Regions from separate parts of the Gossypium raimondii genome. Here region 2 is linked to region 1. The links are chromatin contacts, called in public Hi-C maps. All regions are on one chromosome and are shown on one strand. The core of a region is the stretch at or near the end of the contact, and the rest is flanking DNA. Distances in the headings are between cores, read along the strand shown. Region 1 holds the start of LOC105784425 (tubulin beta chain). Region 2 holds the start of LOC105784509 (filament-like plant protein 4).

Region 1 (5,565 bases), core at 513-3,012:
ATGGGTCGGGCCTGGTTCAACTAAAATTTTAGGCCCATTTGTTAGACTTGTGTTTGATTCAGCCCGAAAAAAATGGGCTTAAAATTTTGTCTAAATTCGGTTTGGATAAAAATGCTAAAACCCAAGTCTAGTTCAGCCCGCCCGTATTAAATTTTTATATTATTTTTATATAATTTTTAAATATATATAATACATAAAAATACTAAAAATATTAAAATAAATATTTTTCAACAAATTAAAAATAAATTTTAAAAAATATGTATACTTAAATAACACTAAGATAGATGCAACTTAACAAGCAAATACCTCTAAAATAATAACAAAATTAACAATAAAACAAGTGTTATACAATATGCAAACAATAACAACAAAATAGTAATAACATAATAGTGAAATGATAGCAAAATAGGGAGAAAACAACAAAAAAATAGCAGAGTTTTTTTGTCCTTTTATGAAATTGGGCTTCTTTGGGCCTAGGCTAAAATGTATCACTTGAGGCTTGGCCCATTTTTTAAACAGACCTTATTTCTTTACCTAAGCCCATTATTCGAGTTTATGTTTTTGCCCAAACCCTCCCACTTTTTGAGTGGTCCTTTGAGCCGGGCCGAGTGTCTCGACCCATGGGCAGTTCTATTCCAAACTATATCGCTTTTTCCACTTAAGCGCTTAAATTATGTTTTAGTAAAAAGTGGTATCTAAATTTGAACTCCGTTACTAATTTTGATATTGGTAAATTTAATAAAATAAAATAAAAAAAAAGTTTTTCCTTCTCTCTATTATCCCATGTTTCATCTTTCTTTCCCTCTCTTTCATAACAGTGGCGGAAAGGGCAAATATGGAATTTCTCTTTATATGTGGTTCATAAGGAAAGAGCAAAGCAGTGAATGGGATTTATTGTTTTTTATTTTAACAGTAAAGAGGTTCTCCAACTTTAGGATTTCCCCGCTTTAATTTGGTTTATTATTATAAAACTCAAATCCTCAAGTAGCTAAATTTATGAATTTATGTCATTGTCAGTTTCTGTTTATAATTCATATTTTATAAAATTTAATCTTATTTCATTTAATTAGTTTTCTGAACAAGAATATTCACACCATACATGACCGGTTTTCTCCTTTTTGCCACGGCCTATAAAATCATGACCGGTTTGGACCATATTTGACAAAAGAAATTAATTCAGATACTTAAATGGGAAAGGTACTATAGTTTGGGGGCTAATTTTTTTATTTAACCCAAAAGATAAATCAGAACAGAAACTATTAACTTACTGCTTACACGCTTTCATTCCATAAAACTTGTACCAAAAAGATAATAAAAAAGCTTATTAGTTAATTGATTCCTGATCTATACTTTAATTTTCATATTACTCCTTAAACATTTTTATATCTAAAGTCATCCTTAAACTATTAATTTGGTCTCATTTTACTAAAAAATTGAACAAGATTCAAAAAGAATGTTCCACATGTCACATTTTTATTGGTTGATATCATATTTTGGTAAATTGGGACAGAATTGATAGTTTAGGACCATTTTGGAAAAAAAAACTTTAAAGATTAATAAGAAAATTAGGATATAATTTAGGGGCAATTTACTAATAAAGCCAAAAAATATATACACGTTGTAATAAAAACGCCAATTTTGGAAAAACGCGCCCAACGTCCCTAACTAACGTAACGCATCCTTCATTTGGATGGGCGGTTAGTTGGTGTCCGTACATTCTCTCTCTCAATTCAAATGTCATCCTCTCTTCTTATATTATTACCATTTCCACCTTAACCTTATACTACCCATTTCACTTTATTTCCTTCCATTTTCCTCTGCCAACCCAAACAAAACCTCTCTAATTCCCTTTCCTTTTCGACGATGAGAGAAATCCTTCACGTTCAAGGAGGCCAATGTGGGAACCAAATTGGATCCAAGTTTTGGGAAGTGATCTGCGGGGAACACGGCGTTGATCCTACTGGAAGGTACAATGCTGATGGTGAATCATCCGATAACCACCTGGAGCGGATCAATGTGTATTATAACGAGTCTTCCGGTGGAAGGTACGTTCCTCGTGCGGTTCTCATGGATCTTGAACCCGGTACTATGGATAGTATCAGATCTGGTCCCTACGGCCAGATCTTTAGGCCTGATAATTTCGTCTTTGGACAATCTGGCGCTGGAAACAACTGGGCCAAGGGTCATTACACTGAAGGTGCCGAGTTGATTGATGCTGTTCTTGATGTTGTTCGTCAAGAGGCTGAGAATTGTGATTGCTTGCAAGGTATACGCATTATTCCCCTACTTTTACATTTTCATACTAATCGAAATCTATTTTCCAAAGATTCTTTTCTTAGAAATTTGGATTTGATTTTCGTAGAATTGATTCTTACAGTATTCTTTTAATTGCAGTTTACTTGATCCATTCCATCATAATTACTCTTCCTTTTTTACCTCAGTGCTTGAAACTTTTTATCTATTTTATTGCCATAGCACTAATGCGATAATGATATAGAATTGCTTTTGATGTTTATCGTTTGATTTCCTTACGACGATGACCATATCAAGCTGAAATCATCTCAATTTCAATTTCACCTATCCCAACAATCTGTAAACAATAGCAAAATCTTCAAAATTATAAAAGACAATTTACTTTGAAAATTACATGAAATGACTGCTTATTTGTTCCATTATCAACCTTCTCTTTAGTTGGCTAATGGTTAGGACTAATATTTAGTTAACCAAACTGCGGTGTTATTACGTAAGCTTCTTTTTGTCTGGTGTGAAGGCAAAAGAGGCCATGGTTCTTAATCTACCTTTTGTTACATATATAAATATACATATATAAGCAGAATTATTTATCTGTAGTTTTTTTTTTATTTTCTTTTCATGTTACGACTTTGATTGCCCAACAACATTTCATTTTGTCTTTAATACTACCGACAACTTTGGTGGAGCCTTGATAAACCTTTTAATGCATTTGGTGAAGCATTGGGGATCCTTACCAACTCACCGTCATATGAATGCAGTCTTTATATTATTATTATTATGGCTTGGCCAATATTTTTACATCTGAATCTTGAAGAACAAGAAAAATGAAAGTATCTAAATGAGCATGGAGAATCATAACTAACATGCATAAATGCACACACCATGTGACTGTTGTATCAATCTAGAAACAATAACAATCAAATGGTAAATTGTAACATTGGCATGAGTATCAGATCTCGTGTTATGCAAAATTTTGAAGAGTAGTAAGTTTAAAATATAAAGAGATAACCATCTTTCTAGATCTAGATCTATCTGAAAGGGACAAATGTTGTCATTATCTGATAATGGTTTGACTGCTGTGAAAGATTTGGTTTGTTGCTATTATAACTGTAGTAACATTAGATCATGATAATGGTGGATTATTGAATTAATCCATATTAAGGGCCGTTGTTGATTCCGTTTAGGGTTTTAAAAGTGTTTTTCATCACAGAAGCAATGAATAACACCTAGTATTTTGGGTTAAAATTGCGGTGGAAAAATGTTTTTTCATTCAAATGTAAAAATTGATATTTAAGTGTTTTAGACTTATGGCTTTTACTTTTGAAAAATTATGAAAATACTCTTATTTATATAAATTATTTAAATGATATATAAAAATTAGATTAATTTATATTTAATGTATCAATATTTAAATTATTTAAATATTTTACATATCATTATATTAAATTATTTAAATATCATTTATCATTATATTAAATTTTAAATATAATTTATTATTATATTTGTTTTAAAATATTTTATATATCATTAATTTAAAAATAATTTATATTAATTAATTAATTAATTAAAAGATATTTAAAATTTATACTTTATATATTACCATGTTAAATTATTTCAATATCATATACCTTAAATAAACTTTTAGTGATACTTTTATCTTTCGGGTAAATTCTTTCGCTTTTAGATAAGGGTTAGTTTAAAAAGTCACTTAGTGTTCATATTATCGGCTAAATAACATGAAAATTTTCCCTTTGAATTGTCTGATGAAGCGAACTTGTTTATATTACTTCTGGAACAGGCTTTCAGGTATGCCATTCGCTTGGAGGAGGCACAGGCTCTGGCATGGGAACTCTCCTGATATCGAAAATCAGAGAGGAATATCCTGACAGGATGATGATGACATTCTCTGTTTTCCCTTCACCTAAAGTCTCCGACACAGTTGTGGAGCCGTATAATGCCACCCTCTCTGTGCATCAATTGGTTGAGAATGCTGATGAATGCATGGTTCTTGACAACGAGGCACTTTATGATATTTGCTTCAGGACATTGAAGCTCACTACTCCAAGCTGTGAGTGATAACATATTCATCTTGATGAATGGCTTGCTATAAAGGTGAAACGATTTAAATTAGTGAAGCTAACTGTGAACTTTTAATCTTGCAGTTGGAGATCTGAACCACTTGATATCTGGAACAATGAGTGGTGTAACATGCTGCCTAAGGTTCCCTGGACAGCTGAACTCAGACCTCCGGAAGTTGGCTGTGAACCTGATCCCATTCCCACGTCTTCACTTCTTTATGGTCGGGTTTGCACCACTTACATCCCGTGGTTCCCAGCAATACATTTCGCTCACTGTTCCGGAGTTGACACAGCAGATGTGGGATGCCAAGAACATGATGTGTGCTGCTGACCCTCGCCATGGTCGCTACCTAACAGCCTCAGCTATGTTCCGAGGCAAGATGAGCACCAAAGAGGTTGATGAACAGATGATCAACGTTCAGAACAAGAATTCATCTTACTTCGTGGAGTGGATTCCCAATAATGTGAAGTCCAGTGTTTGTGATATTCCACCAAAGAACCTAAGGATGGCATCGACTTTTGTGGGGAACTCAACATCAATCCAGGAGATGTTTAGGAGGGTAAGTGAACAATTCACAGCAATGTTCCGTCGCAAGGCGTTTTTGCATTGGTACACTGGTGAAGGGATGGATGAGATGGAGTTCACAGAAGCAGAAAGCAACATGAATGACTTGGTTGCAGAGTATCAGCAATACCAGGATGCGGCCGTGGATGATGAAGGGGAGTACGAGGATGATGTCGATGGTGTGGAGGACGATTATGAGTCCTAAATGAAACTCCAACGATAGACCTTTTCTAGCTTGTATTGTAATAATACTATTACTACTACGTGGCTGATAGTGTTTGTATAAGTTTTCTGGTTTGCTCGTATATTGTATTTCTCATGATGATGATGATGATGATGATGATGATGTTTCTTTTTGCTTCTTTCCGACTCAAATAAAGAAAATTTATCAATTTAAACCTTTCATTCTTCAATTCAACACCCACTATAATCCCCATTTTAAATATTGCTTTATATATATATATATATTGATTTATTAGCAAATTATTATAACACATCTATAAGTTTATTTATTAATTAATGTAAATTTTCATATTTTAAATAAATATTTAAAAAATTATGAAAAATTCAAAATAAAAAAAAAAAATATATATATATATATAAAATTTGATGTTATTTAAACCGGACTGGATCAGCCAGTTGGATTGAGAACTGATTAGGGTATCGATT
Region 2 (5,755 bases), core at 1,878-4,377, 280 kb after region 1:
TGCTAACTTTTGAGGGGCTTCTTTGTTGGCTGCTGATGGCAAGTTGTGCTTCTAAAGTTTGAAGCTTGGTAGATGTCTTAGCACACAGATTCCTAGAAGCCAGTAGTTCACTGTTACGCTTTGCCAAAGCTTCTTTCAGCATCTTTGTTTCTTCTTCCATTGCTAATAATCGTTCAGTGAGAAACTCATTCTCTTTATGGAATTTCTGTGCATTGTCAAGAGAAAAATCAGTGACAGCAGGTGTGTGTGGAGTAGAAGGCCGGACGGGAGACCTTTTTAATCGAGTATCTCCATAATCCCGGCCTAAACTCTCAACCTCTAGCTTCATTTGGGCAAGTGCAGCAGGACCAGGCAACTTTTTCCTCACAAGACCACGCAGCCTTTGGCACTCTGCTTCTAGCTTTGCTATCTTTTTTACACCCTCCATATGCTGCTTGTTAGCTGCTTCTGCAGTTCTCATGCTCATGTTCCTTTCTTCATTACGAATTTCGAGCTCTTTGGAAACTACATGCATCTCATACTTCAGTGAATTGATTTCCCTTTCACATGATTCGATGTTACCCTTCAAACACTCAATCTGGGTCTCAGCTTGAGATTTTTCTTCAGTAATCTTGACCAGCAAGTTAGAACGTTCTTGCAAAGACCTAGAAATTGCATCATTTTCAGCTGCAGACTTACGGAGCTCTTGGTCTAAATAAGCTATCTTTGCTTCGAGCTCAAGCTTAATCTTTTCACATAGCTTGTTTTTGCTAACAGCCAAATCTTGCAACTTCTGCTCGTGTTCTTCCTTCAGATTTCGGATTTGCCGCATGCACTCTTTAAGAGCACCATCCAAATGCGATGCCCTATCTTCAGCAGTGAGCTTCAAAAGGGTAACAGATTCCAGATGATTTTTCAAGGCCAAGGCCTCTGCTTCAGCCTTTTCCCAACCTACAGCAAATTCAACAGCAGAGAGTGAGAAAAAATTGGACCAAGTTTAGCTAGAGGAACTTTACTCTTATATTAGACTCTGAACATTTGAGCATAGACTAACCCGAGACTGCTTCTTCTGCAACTTTAGTGTGCTGTTTCACCAGGTCTTCCTTGCCACTAATCTCTGAATTGGCTGCAGAGAGCTTTTCATTCAAGTCCTTAATCTCATCCTCCAATGTCTGGACTTGTTCCTCATATATTTTCACTTGATTCTCCAAACCAGTGAGATGTGAATATGATTCCATGGAAATTTGAACATACTTGGGTTTTTTGTAAGTATTCTGTTCAACACAAAATCAGTATCTGATAAAACAGCTCAACAATTTAGATGATAAGCAGATATAAATCTCTGCTCCAGCTGAGATAATGTGCTAGGGCATAGAAATGCAGAAAGTTGAGAAAATAAACACCAATTTTCCGATGTGGTTTAGTTACATAAACAAGATTTACCTGATCATTTTGAGATGCAGCTGAAGCTAAAGCAGCAGCGGCAGCATCTGCTTCGGCGGCAGCAGCAGCAGCATCTTTATCAGCTTTATCAGATGATTTTTTCTTCCAAGGCCAACGGCGGTCCATTACTTGAAACCCCTTTATAGCCTATGTCAAGAAGACCAAATAATTTGTCAAGAAAAATATATATACTGCAAAAGAAAAGGAAACTGAACATCACAGCCTCACTCCAATCCAAAAATCATAGTATATGACTAAGGATACACGCTGCAGCCACCCTATTTAGGCCGTATTACTCTCAGATAAGTTTCTGACATTCTTTTTCTAATCGAAATGAAAACAATTTCAAACCAAGTTCAATTTTCTTAAACCGTATTCAAAGACTATAAACAGAAACATGTTCTATGATACCAAAAGCTAACTGCCTTACATATTTGGTACCGAAAACACTCAAGAGTTCAAATAAATCCTCCCAAAGATAATGCAAATCTTAGTAATGCACTGAGAAATAGCAAAAATTAAGAATGGGGATCATCAGGTTAGGTAGCATTTCTTTAACATTGCATGATGGAATAATGTTTTGGTAGATATTCACCAAACTATTAATAGTCACCAAGAATCCTAAGAAGAAAGTTTAATATTTTTACTAGAATTTACTTTGACCAAATCAAATTAATAGACAGCTGTCAGAAATCAAGGTGCTCTTCTCTTTTATACTACATTTTCTCAGCTACCAAACAGAGCATCATGTGAGGGGATAAAAAAAAAGTTTCCAAGGTTGAGAAATTACAAAGCAGATTGTACTACTAGAATGAAGCAGCAGCAGGAGTTTGGTATTTGTGGTAATTTGGGACTGAAAATAACGTGAAAGAAAAAGACAAGCCATCAATTTAGAACTGAAAAGGGAAGAAGAAGAAGAAGAAAAAAGGCACCGTGTGACATCCATTCATTATCGTACAACATAAATATAAACGCCATGGTTTTAGATAGAAACAAGTAAGATCGTCAGTGTTTCAAAGTGTTGTGAATCGAATCAGAGCAAAACCAAGTTCATCAATGGCTTCAGTTGAAATGCAAAAAGAAGATCTAATCAAAAAGCAAAAGATCTTAGAATCAAAAGCTCGCTTCATATCAAGCAAAACATTAAAAATTGAAACCTCACCGACAAAAAAAAAAAAGAAAAAAAGAGCATCTCAAATGAAACATTTTAGTCTGCATAAAACCTGACATCTATTTGTCTTGCAATTAAAAGAAACCAGAAAGGAACAAAAACTAAGGGCAGAGGGAAAAACATAAGTTTTCCATTTTTACTCACTACACACTACAACTGTGCTTTGACCATCAACCTTTATGCTTAAACCAAACAAACAAGCAAATGAAAAGTTAAAAAAAGGAAAGAACGAAAGAAAGAAGCATTTTAGAACTCGCATTATTTCATAAACTTGACTTACCTTGAGAATCAGAAATGAAGGTTTGTACAGTATGAACAAAAGAGTGTTGTTTGAGATTTAAAGTTAAGATCCAAATTTGTGGGTTTTGGGGTTATTGGTTTCAGTGTTTTGAGGAAGTGAAAGAAGTGGTGGCAATGGCGGAGGAGGAGGGAGTGGGACCGTGGTGGTGGCGTTGGGGCAATAGAGCAAAAGTTACAAAACCAATTCGGCTTTGAGATTGTTACTAGTTTTCTGCAAATAAAAATTAAATGCCAGTGTTTTTGGTTTTTGTTCATTAATAACAGGCCAGTGTACGAATACACATACTAGATTTTAGGACTTTCCATCTATAAACCTTTTATTTTTAATCATATTAATCTAAATCATTTTATATCCTATTTATTCTTAAACATATAATAAAAATATACTAATCCCCCCATCTTTTTATCCTCATTATCTCAAAATAGGTGAAATTTTTAACATTTGTTAATCTTATTGATGACACACCTCGCAACCTACATGCATTAATCTGTACGTCATTTTAAAAAATTAAAATATTAAAAATATATTTTACATAATTTTCTAAATTTTAAATAATTAATTACTTACGACATGATATCTACCGATAACTCACGTGTATGTCACATTAGTAATCATCCATTTTTGAGTAGTTTGACAAACAAAATAAATTTAAAGATTAAAAAGATAAAAATTAAAATGATTTTATTTATAAAATTGAAAAACTAAATAATTCATTATGTTAAAAAAATAAAGAATGAGAAGTGAATTTTGGCAATTCATCGCTATTTTTTTCAGTTATAATTATTTTATATATTAATATAATTTTAATAAGTTTATAATTTATATTAATAATTTAAATATATTATGTTTTTAAATCAAATCTAATACATTTATACTCACTGTGGTAGAGCAACAGCTGGGCTGTAAACGATATTTTGGAATGCTCTGTTTCTATGTTACGACTTAGGACCGCCGTCACTACTCGTTACAGCTAATAATGAGGATTTGTTTTAATCAAATATTGTCTGCTACCATGCTCCATCGCTGCATCTATTGCCATGTGTAACCGCATCTCCACCATTGAAATTGCTTTAGTACGTTGGTATTCGGGACATGTAATTTAATGTTAGTGATGTTGGACCCCAATTACAGGATTTTGTTGTCTACCGAATTTGGTTATATCCTGCTCTCTAATCTTTGCTTTACAACACTAGTTTTGCTAGATTAAATTACTTCCAATTAAATAGTAATAGAATGTTGATTGTGTATTTCTTAATAGAATGTCAATGTGCATTTCTTATTTTAGTTCTTTTAAATTAGAGTGGTTCTCATTTTCATCATTTTAAAATTAGGAAAATTTACTCGGTAAACATTTTAAATAGGCATTGTTACTATTTTGGTCACTAAAAAAATACATTAGTCTTCCATTATCATTTTAAAGGTGGAGTGACAAATTTGATCAAATTTATTTCTGGCTGAGACCAAATTAACAAAAAAAAATTAAAAGTGGACCAAAATAGGAACGACCTTTACCTTAATTAGGTGGCATTGCAACTATACTCATCCTTGCCCGTCAACCAACTTGCCATGAAAATCCCTTGCAATAACTCCAACACTAATTTGTTTAGTCTTTAGAATGAACCATCAACTGTTAGAATTAAGTGACCCAAATCCTTATTTAAATAAAATATTGTGGTAAAATAAAATAAAAGTAAAATCCCTATAGAATTATACTTCTTTTATTTTATTTTAGAATAAGGTTTCTAAACCTTATTAAACTCCATCTATTTTATATTATTTGAATAAGAAGTTTCACTCCTATTAGAATAAGGTTTACAAGCCTATAAATAGGCATAGTCTACTCCTCTTGTAATTAAGTTTTCGACATAGTGAATTTTCTTCTCCTCTGCCCGTGGTTTTTTCCCGAAAGGGTTTCCACGTAAAATTTGTGTGTTCTTTATTTTTCTATTTCTATTTTTCTTTGCGATATATTGTCATTGCCGACATTATATTTTTCTCAAATTGGTATCAGAGCTTCCGGATTGTTCATCTCAATCACGGTAATGACGTCTTTGAAGTACGAAATTTCGCTGTTGGATCGCAACACCAGATTTGCATTGTGTCAGATAAAGATGTAAGCAGTTCTTGCACAGATGGACTTAGAGGAAGCCCTACTAGGGGTAGATAAGATGCCTTCAACTTTGACGGAAGAAGAGAAGAAGCGCAATGATCGAAAGGCATTAACACAGTTACATCTGCATTTGTCTAACGAATTTTTGCAGGATGTGATGAAGGAAAATACTGCCGCTGGATTATAGAAGAGGTTGGAACAGATATGTATGTCGAAAACTCTAACTAGCAAACTACATATGAAGCAGCGTCTTTATGCCCATCATTTGGAGGAAGGTGCATCTGTGCACGAACACTTAACAGTGTTCAAAGAAATTCTCTCAAACTTGGAGGCCATGGAGGTTCAGTATGATAAGGAAGATCTAGGGCTGATTCTACTTTGTTCGTTGCCCCCGTCTTATTCAACCTTTAGAGATACGATTTTATATAGCCGCGAGTCTCTCACAGTTGATGAGGTTTATGATTCTTTAACCTCGTATGATAAGATGAAGCATCTTGTGGTTAAAATCGACTCTCAGGGAGAGGGTCTTATTGTTTGTGGGAGACAAGATCGGAATGCTGATGATGATCGTGGAAGGACACAGGAACGGAATCCTCGCAGTAAATCTAAAGGTAGATCGAAGTCTTCAAACAGAGGTAAAACTTGTAACTTTTGCAAGAAGAAATGGCACATTAAATCTGAGTGCTATAAGCTACAGAATAAGATAAAAAAGGAGGCTGCGATTCAAAATGGAAAACAACTAGAAAATTCT

Evidence for each region. A called contact is a pair of places that touch in the nucleus more often than the background predicts.
Region 2: a contact with region 1 is called in a Hi-C map of leaf, with 4 times the contacts expected there. The contact joins the promoter of LOC105784509 here to the promoter of LOC105784425 in region 1. A contact is called at or near these places in 2 of 2 Hi-C or Micro-C datasets (both in leaf).

Annotation. Positions count from the first base shown.
Region 1 is chr1:15,888,501-15,894,065 of ASM2569854v1, forward strand. It overlaps LOC105784425 (tubulin beta chain), which reads left to right and starts at 1,763. Exons shown (of 3, transcript XM_012610312.2): 1 at 1,763-2,266; 2 at 4,052-4,321; 3 at 4,416-5,294. The coding sequence starts at 1,864. The coding sequence ends at 5,101.
Region 2 is chr1:16,168,557-16,174,311 of ASM2569854v1, forward strand. LOC105784509 (filament-like plant protein 4) reads right to left here and starts at 3,128. Exons shown (of 6, transcript XM_012610427.2): 1 at 2,874-3,128; 2 at 1,423-1,569; 3 at 1,034-1,253; 4 at 1-930. The coding sequence starts at 1,548.